Linked DNA regions of Mus musculus: region 2 is linked to region 1. Evidence: chromatin contacts called from public promoter capture Hi-C data. All regions are on one chromosome and are shown on one strand. Each heading gives the region's core, a stretch centred on a gene start, on an enhancer-like site or on the middle of the called end of the contact. The rest is flanking DNA. Distances are from core to core; before and after follow the strand shown.

Evidence for each region. Promoter capture Hi-C pulls out the DNA fragments that hold promoters and counts their contacts.
Region 2: a promoter capture Hi-C map of neural stem cells shows a contact between it and region 1. The contact joins the promoter of Ssr3 here to the promoter of Ptx3 in region 1. A contact is called at or near these places in 3 of 39 promoter capture datasets (cranial neural crest, hippocampal neurons and neural stem cells) and 1 of 115 datasets of contacts at active chromatin or transcription factors (astrocytes).

What each region holds. Positions count from the first base shown.
Region 1 is chr3:66,217,286-66,223,840 of GRCm38.p6, forward strand. Ptx3 (pentraxin related gene) reads left to right here and starts at 2,602. Exons shown (of 3, transcript NM_008987.3): 1 at 2,602-2,906; 2 at 3,365-3,766. The coding sequence starts at 2,777. All of the region lies in intron 4 of Veph1 (ventricular zone expressed PH domain-containing 1), which reads right to left.
Region 2 is chr3:65,389,384-65,395,938 of GRCm38.p6, forward strand. Ssr3 (signal sequence receptor, gamma) reads right to left here and starts at 3,170. Exons shown (of 5, transcript NM_026155.3): 1 at 3,022-3,170; 2 at 1,942-2,068. The coding sequence starts at 3,154. It also overlaps the pseudogene Gm5540.

The sequences.
Region 1 (6,555 bases), core at 1,352-3,851:
ATTGATGTAGAACACATTAGGTCATGGAACTCAGCTGTTTCTGCACACTGGTCAGCTGATGGGAAGGGTCACACTGAACGGGGCTGTAGCTAGAATCTGGGACAGGAATCTGCAGTATGGCTTTTACTACTATCTCCAACAAAGGCCCTGGGGGGGGGGGGCGTTCTGAAGGGGAAATCCCTAGATTAGTCATTTTTGACTGACTTCAATTTCAACGAAATAAACCCAAAAATAAGTGCCAAAGAACTTACTTTATTTTTCAGTTCAAAACTGATGAAGAAATCTGAATGTAGAAATTCTGTACACTTCTAAGTCACATTTTGTCTTAGATACCGAATGTCTCCAGCCCACATACAAGCATAAGAAACGATAAAAACGACAGCGATGTGCCTGCCATCCAGCTGCACCAAAACTTTGCCTCGTGCCATAAGTGTTTCCTGACTAATGTTCTTTTTTTCTCCTCAGAGGTCATCATCCCTGTGAAGTTAGTATTTCTCATTGTTGTGAAGGGTTTTCTACCTTAATTACATGTGTGCATCCATTATCATCTTAGAGCCGTTTTCTTGCCTTATAATTTTACATGAATAAATTAATTACATGCAGAACTCTTTGCAAACTATTTTATTCCATTCGCTATTATGCTGGTTTTCATTCAAATTGGCCTCTTACCTTTATTCTTCCTGTTTGCCCCTCTACCCCAGGGCACCATTTTGTTAATGTACTCTATGACTGAAAGACATTATTTTCTATAGCTTCCAGAAGAAACCATCAGAAAAAGGGCCCGAAATCACTCAGACTTGTTATCTTCTGTCTTCTGAAGTCCAGATCTAGCCATACCACTCATGGGCATATACTCAAAAAATGCTCCACCAAACTACAGAAACACCTGCTCTACTATGTTATAGCAGCCTTATTTGTAATAGTCAGAAACTAGAAACAACTCAGGTGTCCATCAACTGAAGAATGGATCAAGTGTGGTACATTTACACAATGCGATATTACTCAGCTATTAAAAACAAAGACATCGTGAAATTTGCAGGCAAATGGATGGAACTAGAAAAGATCATCCTGAGTGAGGTAACCCAGGCCCAGAAAGACACACATGGTATGTGCTCATTTGTAATTGGACATTAGCCATACAGTACAGGTAACTATGCTACAATCCACAGACATTGAAAGAACAGTAAGCATTTTTATCCAGTTCTTCCACATTGCTTTTTCAGACAGGGTCTCTCGTGGGCCTTAACTTGCCCAATAGGCTTAGCTGTTTAGCCAGGGATCCCAGAGGCTCTCTGTACTGGCATTAGGACCTCACAGCACCACATCAGGTTTCTTAATGTGGACTCTAGAAACTGAACTCGAGCCCACAGCCTTAGGAGAAAAGCACCTTACAAAGCTGTGGCTCCACACTGCCCTTTAAACAATATCGTATTGTCTCATATTGCCATCGCTTTCTGATGGCTTTAACGGTTTCAAACATACCCTGTCTTTAGCCGTGATCTCAAATAAGTGAAGCTCTTGAGCAGGGGCCTGATGCCTTTTGACTTTGTGTTGATTCATGCTTATGATGCCCTGTTCCCTCCGTGTCTAGCTATGTTTAACTGTGGATTCATTTTTATTGTGGTGGATGGTACATGCATGTGCATTCCAGATGCGTGAGGGCACTCAGGCCAGGAAAGCCACTCATGAGTCTCTGTCAGGAGCAGAGGAATTTACCTATGGAAATCCAAGAGGCAGCCTTCTGAGAGGCCTGGCCTGAGGGTAGTAGCCCTGCCATCATGATCAGGATGTGACTGGTAACCCTCCCCCTCCATCTCCTTTGTATATTGGAGACTTGTATCAGCTCAGGGGTATCCTCTGGGAGTGGTTCCCTCTAGATCTGTGTAGTTTTTTAGATCTTGCTTTATTTGGAGTTTATTCAAATGTTTTAATTTTTTATCACTATTATTATGACTTATCAACACCTATCTAGGTACTTTGCACTGGGGGAGGGGGCAGGTTTTACACACACACACACACACACACACACACACACACACACACAGTCACTAATGTAAATTTAAAACAGGACCTTGATAGGATATGTCAAGAATACCCAAGCACCTAAAGCCACTATATTCCCGCCCTCACTTTCCTGTTTTACTGGGTTTTGACCCAGCCATACTGTGTTTTTTAGTTGCTCCACCAGAGGAGTCAAGACTAGTTAGTCAAGATTGACTTCTAGAGTCATAAAAATTCTTAATGGGTTATTTTGGAGTCACGGAATCATTTTCTATAGCTTGGTCTTGAGAAAGTATCCAAAGGAAAAGTGAAAAAAAAAAGTTTTCCATAACTTCAGGGGTTGTGGAGTAATGAAAGCTCACACCAAATGCCAAAATGATAATTCGCCCTGTACCTCTGTGCTCCTCACCCCCCAAAGCGCTAGCACTTCAGGTTACAGCAACTAATCCTCAGGGGCACCAGAAAAGTCCAGCTTCCCTCCCCTTCTCCCCCTGACTCGCCTCTAATTAATCTGCCTGCAGTGTGGACCTCGGTGGTTTAACATTGTGCAACCTCTTCAGCTCCCTTGCCCTCCCACCCAACCCCCTCCCCCAAATCCAGGGGAACTCCCTCGCGCTGTGCCACCGACATTAGTCATTCATCCCGCTCATGCTTTGGAGCGTTTATTAAGGGCTTCACTCCTGCCTCACACTATCTCTCCCGGGCTCAAACTCGGATCACTGTAGAGTCTCGCTTCTTCCCCTGCGGCTGCGAAGCAAATTTCGCCTCTCCAGCAATGCACCTCCCTGCGATCCTGCTTTGTGCTCTCTGGTCTGCAGTAGTGGCTGAGACCTCGGATGACTACGAGCTCATGTATGTGAATTTGGACAACGAAATAGACAATGGACTTCATCCCACCGAGGACCGTAAGTTCATTTTTAACTCTCTCAGCGTATCAAAACTACATAACTCACTTTTTGGGGGGCGCGATTAACATAATTAACATAGATAGCCAATGAAGCAAGCTAAAATTATACTTTATTTGTGAAAGCAAGGACTGGGGGAAAAAAGGAAAGCAAGAAAGCAAGGACTATCTGAGAAAAGCCAGAGGTTTTAAATTATTTTTGTAACATTTATGATGAGTTAAGTTATACGAAATCTTTAACTGTTTTTAGCTATATTAATGGCATTTTCTCAGTTAGTTTAACATGTCCTATAAAGAATAGTCCTGTGTCATCTTTGAGTTTACACGCACGCTGTTTTCAGAGCTATCCTTAGAAGGAGAGCGGTTGCTGGGGACAGGCTGAAACTTGGAGTCACCAAGAGTGCAACCCATGGCCACCCAGGACAAGCTGATAACACTTGTGTGTGTCCTGCGTTCTAGCCACGCCATGCGACTGCCGCCAGGAGCACTCGGAGTGGGACAAGCTGTTCATCATGCTGGAGAACTCGCAGATGCGGGAGGGCATGCTGTTGCAGGCCACCGACGACGTCCTCCGTGGAGAGCTGCAGCGGCTGCGGGCAGAGCTGGGGCGGCTGGCGGGCGGCATGGCGAGGCCGTGCGCAGCCGGTGGCCCCGCAGACGCCAGGCTGGTGCGGGCGCTGGAGCCGCTGCTGCAGGAGAGCCGTGACGCGAGCCTCAGGCTGGCGCGCCTGGAGGACGCGGAGGCGCGGCGACCCGAGGCGACAGTGCCTGGCCTAGGCGCTGTGCTGGAGGAACTGCGGCGGACGCGCGCCGACCTGAGCGCCGTGCAGAGCTGGGTCGCCCGCCACTGGCTGCCCGCAGGTAAGCCCACGGTCGGCTCTGTCCCTAGAGGCAAGCTTTTGTGGGGACCCTCACACTCAGAGCCCCAGTACTTTTCATAGGCACACTCACAGAGCTCACACCACGCCAGGCAGGCTCATTGCCTTTTAAAAGTATTTCCAAGCCCGAGGAACCCAAAAGAAAAAAACGAGGATTTAAACCATCAGTCTGGAAGTTGACGTCAGAGGTTCCTGATACCGGATCCGACCAGATATTGAAGGAGTCCATTGGCAGGTGTTTAACAGTGACCCTCCTCGCTGCCCCGAGTCCCTCCGTTAGGGATTTCCAAGTCTTCTAATTTTATCCCGTCACTTTCTTTAGGCCAGCTCCTGTTTCCTCCGACTATTTCAGGGCCCTGGCTAACTTCAGCGACTTTCCCAGCCCCTTGGCCGACTCCTCCCCCTCTGCTCCTTCTGAGTTGACTGGAGCCTAATTGGATCTCCTGCAGACTCAGCAGAATCCCTTCAGGGTTCCCTCATCCCAGTTTAGTTCCACAGTGAAGGTCAAGGGGGGCATGCTTTATAAAGTCAGGCGCAGGAGTCAGAGGGAGTAGATGACGGCTTTATCCAGTCCCCCAGGACCACACAAGAAAGGGACTATTCAGACTGTGCAACTTGTCAAAGCCCCACATGAACTCCATAAAACTCCCAACTGATGAGGGCCCCTTTGGTATACTCTTAAAAGCTAACAAAACAGGAAGAACATTGGAGCCTAGTAATTCGGGTTCTTAAGTCAAATTTCTGACGGGAGCAGTGATGTTTTGTTGTAGATTATTCTAGAAAATTAGTGCCCTATGCAGACAAATAGCCCTGGTACTCCTCATGAGTCTCAGAAACAATGACAAGCAATACCACCCTATGCCATATTTCCAATGAAATGAAGCTTATTGGATGGGGTAGGAGGAAGGACACTCCAGAGCACAGTTCATTCCTTTATAGAAACTATCCTACAATCAGTCCCTCCTATCTACTTGAGCTATAGGGGTCATGCCCTTAAGTTCAAAGCACAATTCTTCAGACAAAAAGCATAAATCAACCCTAAAGCAAACCCTCTATGTGATAACTTTGTGACAATTTTAAATGCATGGATTTTTTTGTTTGTTTGTTTTGCAAGCTCTGTAGAGTCATGCACATATAATGTGCCCCTTAAAGGAAGAATTACTTTGTCTCCTCATCTGTTAGAAAATGTATACATTTCCGAATTCTAAACTGTTGTTGGTGCTTACTAGCCAATCATACTTGCACCTACAGTCTTTGACTGGTCCTCTCTTTCTCTCCTGCCAACTTGGTCCCCAGAGGACACCTAATTATGTTGTGGTCTGCCTCCTAAGAACCTGGTTTTCATTTTGCTTGGTCTCTGATAATATAATTACAAAGACTTATTAGTTGAAAGCCACTTCATGAGAGAGTTCCTGACATTTCAAAGACGTCTCAAGGGCCTCCTTCACTGTTCTGCACAAGAACCCCACACAATCTGCTAACATACTACTTTACGGCATGAACTCAGGTAGCTACCATGGCCGACAGGGATGCTGGGTCTCCCAGAGACAGTCATGGGCAGCCCTGGAATGTAATCTGCACTGCCTGGCCTTATTTAAACAGGAAGGCAGTTAATTAGGTTGTAGTCAATGCCCCCTTGGACTGTATTTTGAACTTACAGAGGCCAGGAGATTCCAAATGCACAGAAATGAGTCTTTTGTTTCCAAAATCATTATTTGATTGAATTGTTGTAGCTAGAGGAAGAATCCTACCTTGAAAATGCCTCATTTAAATTTTTTTCATGAATGGTTAGAATTTTTTTAAAGAGTTCTGTTATCATTTGGGGGCATTGCTACCATGGTTGCTCTTATACAATTTTTCTATATTTCAATTTTTCTTTGACTATCACTAAAAGATATGGTCTATGTTTGTTTGATAGTTTTTGGACTGAGCCTAGCTCGGAGCCACTAATGGGAATTTACTAAACTTTATAGGACATTTGATATCCACATGTTCTACTGAATTACCAGCTAGTGCTTAAATGTTCTGGGAGTGACTTTTCAAAGCTTCCTCATAGCATCTCCTTTGGGTTATTATAAAGAGAACATCTAGCCTACCTTAGTTTTTTTCAGATACACCGAGAAGCAGAACCCCTATATTCAAGGCCTTAGCACTTCCCAAGTCTTCACCTTGGCATCTTATCTGGGGATGCAGCCTCAAGAGCAGCAGAGGTTGGGTAGATGAGTCTCGTGTCCATGTTCAAGGCCCATGTCTTCTGAATGTTCTCAGCAGAAACACAATCTCTTATAAAAGTCTTCAGAAAAATTCCCTTTTTAAAAGCATTTTCTATAGTGGTGTGACTATAAAATTTATAAGTTTAAAAGCATATTCTTGGCCTGCCTAGATTTGAGTGCAGTATACTTGTAACTTACAGACTTGCAGTCCTGGGTCATATCCCCCCTTAAGTATAGACAACACTAAAGGCTGATAAGATTATAAACTTCATCAAAACCTGTATGATTCTCACTAGCAGTAAATTATTCAGAATTCAGGTCTTCTATTAAGAGGCAATATAATGTGTTGGCCTCTGCCAGCAGACCAACCAAACTAAAGCCCGAGCTTTAAAATTTAGCTACTACAGAAGCATAGGTTATTTTGCCTCAGTTTTCCCACCCATAAATTGGGATTAAGAAGACTTCAAAAGCAAGTATGAAGATGTATTAAGGTGATGGACAAATTGGTTAGAACACTATCTGGGACATAGGAAGTACCTGATAAACACCAGTCATCATT
Region 2 (6,555 bases), core at 1,920-4,419, 830 kb before region 1:
ACTTGTCAATTATAAGAGCCAACCAGAAAGATAACCAAAGAACGAGCAAAGTCAGGAAGTCTCTGCAAAAGTTTACTGGGTCTTGAAATAACAGACATATAATAGAAAGCAAGAAGGCTAAGTCTAAATCTGAAGGCTTAGGCTAAACTCACAGGAAGGAGGCAGATGACTTTAAATCTAAGGACCAGAAAGGATTTTTGGTGTTACTGTATTAGAAAAAAGAAGGACATGATGTATTGAGATAGTTAGCAAAATAAAAATGACAGATAAAGAGCAATATATTACTTCTCAGACATTTGGCTAAGATATGTGATCTTTAAAAATGATGATGGTGGTGGCACACGCCTTTAATCCCAGCACTCCGGAGGTACAGACAGGCGGATTTCTGAGTTCGAGGCCAGCCTGGTGTTCAAAGTGAGTTCCAGGACAGCCAGGACTACACAGAGAGAAACCCTGTCTTGGAAAAAAAAAAAAAAAGATGATGGTGATGTATTTTGCCTGTTTGTATATCTGTACACTACAGGCATGCCTGGTACCCAAGACCAGGAGGCATAAGATCCCCTAAAACTAGAGTTACAGACAGTTGTGAGCTACCATGTGGGTGCTGAGAATTGAAACTGAGTCCTCTGGAAGAGCATCGAGTAGCTTAACCAATGAGCCACCACTCCAGCCCCTCACGAGCATGTGTGATTTTTTATCCCATAAAATATAAACAATGCAAGGAAAAGTATCATCAAATAGCTTTAAGCAATGTGTGTCAGAGTACACTCTAAATTTTGTTTCAAGAGACCAGATGCAGACTGCTATATCAATCTAAACAAAACTAGTTTCTAGTCAAGTGTGGATACTGTGAGAAATTTTAAAACAGTAAATAGATGACAAATTTAAGATCGGAATACCTACTGCCTTTAAAAAATTACTTTAGAAGCTCAAGAGAAGGCTCAATAGTTAAGAGTACACATTGCTCTTGCAGAAGAGCTGAGTTCAGTTCCCAGCACCTCTATCAGGTGGCTCAGAACTATGTGCAATTCCAGTTCCAGAAATCTATCACTATCTTCTGGCCCCTCAGGCAAGAGACACACCAAACCACAGACACAAACACACAAGCGCAGTTCAAAAGTAAAAGAGTTAATTATTTTTAAAAAAAATAATAATACTTCAAAGAAAAACCTAAAAGGCCCTATTGAACAAATAAGGGAATAGCCTGCTACACCCTCCTGTTTTATTTTTAGGAAAGCAGAGTACACAAGTGCTTAAAACATAAAAATTTACTGAGGTAAAACTTAGGTTTTCCAGGCTGGAGATATGGCTTAGTGGTTAAAGAACACTAACTGCTCTTCTAGAGGTCCTGAGTTCCATTCCCAGCCACCAAATGGTGGCTCATAGAATATATGTAATGGGATCCAATGCTATCTTCTAGTGTGTCTGAAAACAGCTATAGTATACTCATATAAAAATTTTTTAAAAAGAAAGAACTTTGTGTAAAAAAAAAAAAAAACTTGGGTTTTCTTCTCCTAAAGCTAGTAAAATAATTCGTCTTATACGTGATCTTGAAATTCAAGAAATAGGGTTGTCTTCTACAGTGAATAGACTTACAAGATTAAAAAAAAAAAAAAAAAAAGTAACTGGCATTGAAAATGTCAGAGAATTTTTAATTTTTTGCTTCCAAAATTAGTAAATGGGCAGCCTAAAATAATTTCTAGAAAGAAATCCACTGAGTTTCGGAAACATTCATTGATTTAATAGACTTGTTTTTCTGACCAAACCATCAATTGAAGACTGGGAATGAATATTCAAACTCCACCCTCAAAACCTATTTCCACAGAAGTGTCATATGGTTCACGATTAACTACATACACATTTCAAACTAATGCTTATAAATCATGTTTAAGACCCCCTAACATAAAATATGCAGACTGGGGTTGGGTTTAGGGTACTTACTTGTGCTTCAGAACAAATTTTACATTCTTGTACGCGAAGGCTACTAAGTAAGTGCTTACTAAGGTCATCACACTGTAGAGCACAGCAGACTGGATGAGATCCATATGCCATATTCTCCAATACAACCCTGAGATAAGACAAAAGCAAGGGACACACAACATCACTGCCCCATTGCACATGCCAGACTACAGCTAAGCCAGGTAAATGAGAGTCAGTAAATCCCACCCAGTATCCGAAAAACTTCACTAGAGGTGAGATAGACAATAAACTGGGTTTGTCCCAGTTCAGGGCTTTCCCAGTACAGAAAGGTAGGCTGTGGGGATATTGCTAGTCTAGAAATTTCATCTTCTAACTTGAGAACAAACTGGGAGTGGGGATTACAAATAATAACAATTTCACTCATGGAATACTAGGAAGTTAAAACACGGGCCATTTTAAATCAACCGCTGTCCCAAAACTTTGGTTAACTTGCTGACGTGGCTGCTCACTGAAATCCAAACAATGCTTTGTCGGGCCAGTGAACCCAGGGGGCTCCACACCACATTCACTGCAAGCTGAGCTTTTTACAAGGCCAAAATAACAAAGAACTTTTTTTGGACATGATTGGCCTGCAGCACTGCGGCAGTGCGGGTCAGGAGACAGGAAACTCGGAAAACCTGGACTTGGAGACAGTTTTGGCCTTCAAGTGGGCAGTTTCTCATTCAATCGAGAAGGCTCGAGCTGCTCTCTAGGAGTTATTGAAATCCTAAACAAGGCTGATCGCGGACCTCGGGCAAGGCCTAACTTGGCATTCTGCACGTCCAAAGGATGCTCGGGAGTAAGGGGAGGTTTGCCACGGGTCACGCTGCTAATTCAGTGAAGGTTTATCAGTGGCTCCCCCGCCCGGTTCATTAAAGACATCCTAGTGTCCAACAGTGGTGAGGAGAAGGGCAGTGTACCAAAAAGAGATTCCGGGCCAGAACCCGCGCCCGGCTCAGAAGCACGCCGCGAGTGACTTCCCGAGGACGCTGCTCCGGACACTAGGCCTCCCCGCCGCGCCCGCCACGTCCCCGCCGCCACCGCCGCCCGCCCGAAGCTCACAGATGGGGATGGCAGACACGATGAACGCGTTCCCGAAGAACAGCGCCGACGATTTGGCCGACAGGTTGCGGCTGAAATCCTGAAGGAGCAGGTCCTCCTCGGACTGCTGCTTGGAGCCGCCTTTGGGAGCCATGGCCGAGCTGAAGACTGGAGGCCGGGAGCAGGGAGGCAGGGAAGGTTCAGAAGGCCGCGTATCCGCCCGCGACCCGTCAGCGCAACGCGGAGGCGGGACTCCGCAGGGTACGCTGCTTCGGGATTGGCCATCTTGCCGTCGTTTCACAAGCGTCGAGGTACGATTGGGCATGCGAACAAGACTTCCGCATCCTTCAGGGTACGTGGCGCCTCAATGCCACAAAGAATGAAGGGATTTGTAGTTTAGTGTGTAGTTTAGAGCTGCTCTCTAACTCGCCTGCCTCAGTCTCCAGAGACAGGCTTGGATAATCGAAATGAGCAACCATACAAGCAGTACTGTTTTAACTAACTAACCAGCTAGCTAACGAACTAACTAACGTTATTGGTATTTCATTCCACATGTGCACTTTATATTTCTTTTTAAATTTATTACATTGATTGAACAATTGGCTCATTGGTTGATTGATGATTAGTTGATTGATTGATTGGTTGGAGGGCCGTGCCACAACGTTGTCAGAACACAACTTGAGGAAGTTAGTTGTCTACTTTTACTTTCTGGGTCCCAGAGATTGAACCAAATTGTCACGTTTGTGTCTTTACCCTCTGAGCCATCTGCATGGTTTAATTTATTATTATTATTATTATTATTATTATTATTATTATTATTACTATTACATCATTTTAATCAACAAAGCCTCTTAGCCTCTAAAAGACTCTCTCATTACAGTCTTTAGAATTGGAAAATAAAAAAACTCTTGTGGAGTTTTACTCCTGGCCCAGACCCGCGGCGGAAGCGAGCCATGGCTGTCTATCACGGGATGCTGCGCTTCGGGAGGCTGTGTATCGCGAGCCTGGGGGCGCGGGGCCCCCGGACGCTGCTCACTCGCCCTCGGCCGAACTCGAAGTTGCAGAGTGTCCGCGCTCTCAGTTCTGGAATGGTGAACTGCACCAACCCCTTGCCCATTGGAGGCCTCAGCTACATTCAGGGCCACACCGACTCCCATCTTGTGAACACAACTGTGGGCGAGTGCCTTGACGCCACAGCGCAGAGGTTCCCCGACAGAGAGGCTTTGGTTATCCTCCATGAAAACATCAGGCTGAACTTTGCGCAGCTCAAGGAGGAGGTGGACAAAGCTGCTTCTGGTCTTCTGAGCATTGGCCTCCGCAAGGGTGACCGGCTGGGCATGCAGGGACCCAACTCCTATGCCTGGGTACTTATTCAGCTGGCTACTGCCCAGGCAGGCATCATCCTGGTGTCTGTGAACCCAGCCTACCAGTCCTCAGAACTGGAATATGTCCTCAGAAAGGTAGGCTGCAAAGGTATTGTGTTTCCCAAACAATTCAAGACCCAGCAGTACTACGACATCCTGAAGCAGGTCTGTCCTGAGCTGGAAAAGGCTCAGCCAGGGGCCTTGAAGAGTGAGAGACTCCCAGACCTGACTACAGTCATCTCCGTGGATGCCCCTCTGCCGGGGACCCTGCTCCTGGATAACATCGTGGCAGCCGGTGGCAAGGAACAGAACCTAGCCCAGCTGCGGTACAACCAGCGGTTCTTGTCCTGCTACGACCCCATCAACATCCAGTTCACCTCGGGGACAACTGGAAACCCCAAGGGGGCCACTCTTTCCCACCACAACATCGTAAACAACTCCATGCTGATAGGCCAGCGTCTGAAGATGCCCACAAAGACTGCAGAGGAGTTGCGCGTGGTCCTGCCCAGTCCCCTGTACCACTGCCTGGGCTCCGTGGGGGGCACAATGGTGTCTATGATGCATGGTGCCACTCTCCTCCTGTCTTTTCCAAGCTTCAATGGCAAGAAGGCATTGGAAGCCATCAGCAGAGAGAAAGGCACCCTCCTGTATGGCACACCCACGATGTTTGTGGATATTCTGAATCAGCCAGACTTCTCCAGTTATGATTTCACAAGCATTCGTGGAGGTGTGATTGCTGGGTCCCCAGCACCCCCGGAATTGATTCGAGCCATCATCAACAAGATGAACATGAAGGAGCTGGTGGTTGTTTATGGAACCACAGAGAACAGTCCCGTGACCTTCATGAACTTTCCCGAGGACACCCTGGAGCAGAAGGCTGGAAGTGTGGGCAGAATTATGCCTCACACGAAGGCCCAGATTGTGAATGTGGAGACGGGTGAGCTGACCAACCTGAACGTGCCTGGGGAGCTGTATATCCGAGGGTACTGCGTCATGCAGGGCTACTGGGGTGAGCCACAGAAGACCTTCGAGACGGTCGGACAAGACAAGTGGTATCGGACAGGAGACATTGCTTCGATGGATGAACAAGGCTTCTGCAAGATCGTCGGCCGATCAAAGGATATGATCATCCGTGGCGGTGAGAACATCTACCCTGCAGAGCTGGAGGACTTCTTCCTCAAGCACCCACAGGTGCAGGAAGCGCAGGTGGTTGGGGTGAAGGACAAGCGGATGGGGGAGGAAATCTGTGCTTGCATTCCGCTGAAGAGCGGAGAGACCACCACGGCGGAGGAGATCAAAGCTTTCTGCAAAGGGAAGATTTCCCACTTTAAGATTCCCCGATACATCGTGTTTGTTGAAGGCTATCCTCTCACCATCTCAGGAAAGATCCAGAAATTCAAACTCCGAGAGCAGATGGAACAGCATCTAAAACTGTGAAGCAAAGGAGGGTCCTCCCAGCCCTCCCAGAGCCCCTCAGTCCTCCCACACAAAGGAGGGTCCTCCCAGTCCTCCCAGAGCTCCTCAGCCCTCCCACACAAAGGAGGCCCCTCCCCCAGAGCCCTTCAGTCCTCCCACACAAAGGAGGGTCCTCTCAGCCCTCCCAGAGCCCCTCAGCCCTCCCACACAAAGGAGGGGCCTCACAGCCCTCCCAGAGCCACTCAGTCCTCCCACACAAAGGAGGGTCCTGAGCCCTCCTCAGGCCCCTTGTCATCTTTGTGACTTGGTGTAAAGACTTCCCTGTTTGGCCAGTGTCTGGCTGGTGTGCTCACTCTGTAGCTCTTGTGTGATGGAGAAGGGAAGAGACAGGAGGGCAGCCAGCACCCTCAGACCTAATTTCCCAGCACTTTGCTGTCTGTGCGTTAGTTACTTAATCTAAGCCCCACTCTGTCCTCTTGAAATTCCAAGCCATCCTCATTTTTTTCTTTCTTTTTGGTTTTTTGTTTTGTTTTTGTTTGTTTGGCTTTTTTTGTTTGTTTGTTTTGTTGTTTTCCCTTGAGACAGGATCGTCCTCTGTACCCCTGGTTGCACAGGGTAGATCAGGCTGGTTTCGAACTTAAAGAGATCTCATTGCCCCTGCCTCCGGGGTGCTGGATCAGTCTTTTGTGCTACCACGCCTGGTTTTTGTATGATTTATTCATTTAATCATTTTTCAAATTGTGGCCACAGATCAGTCCAGAAATGAGGGTTCTGT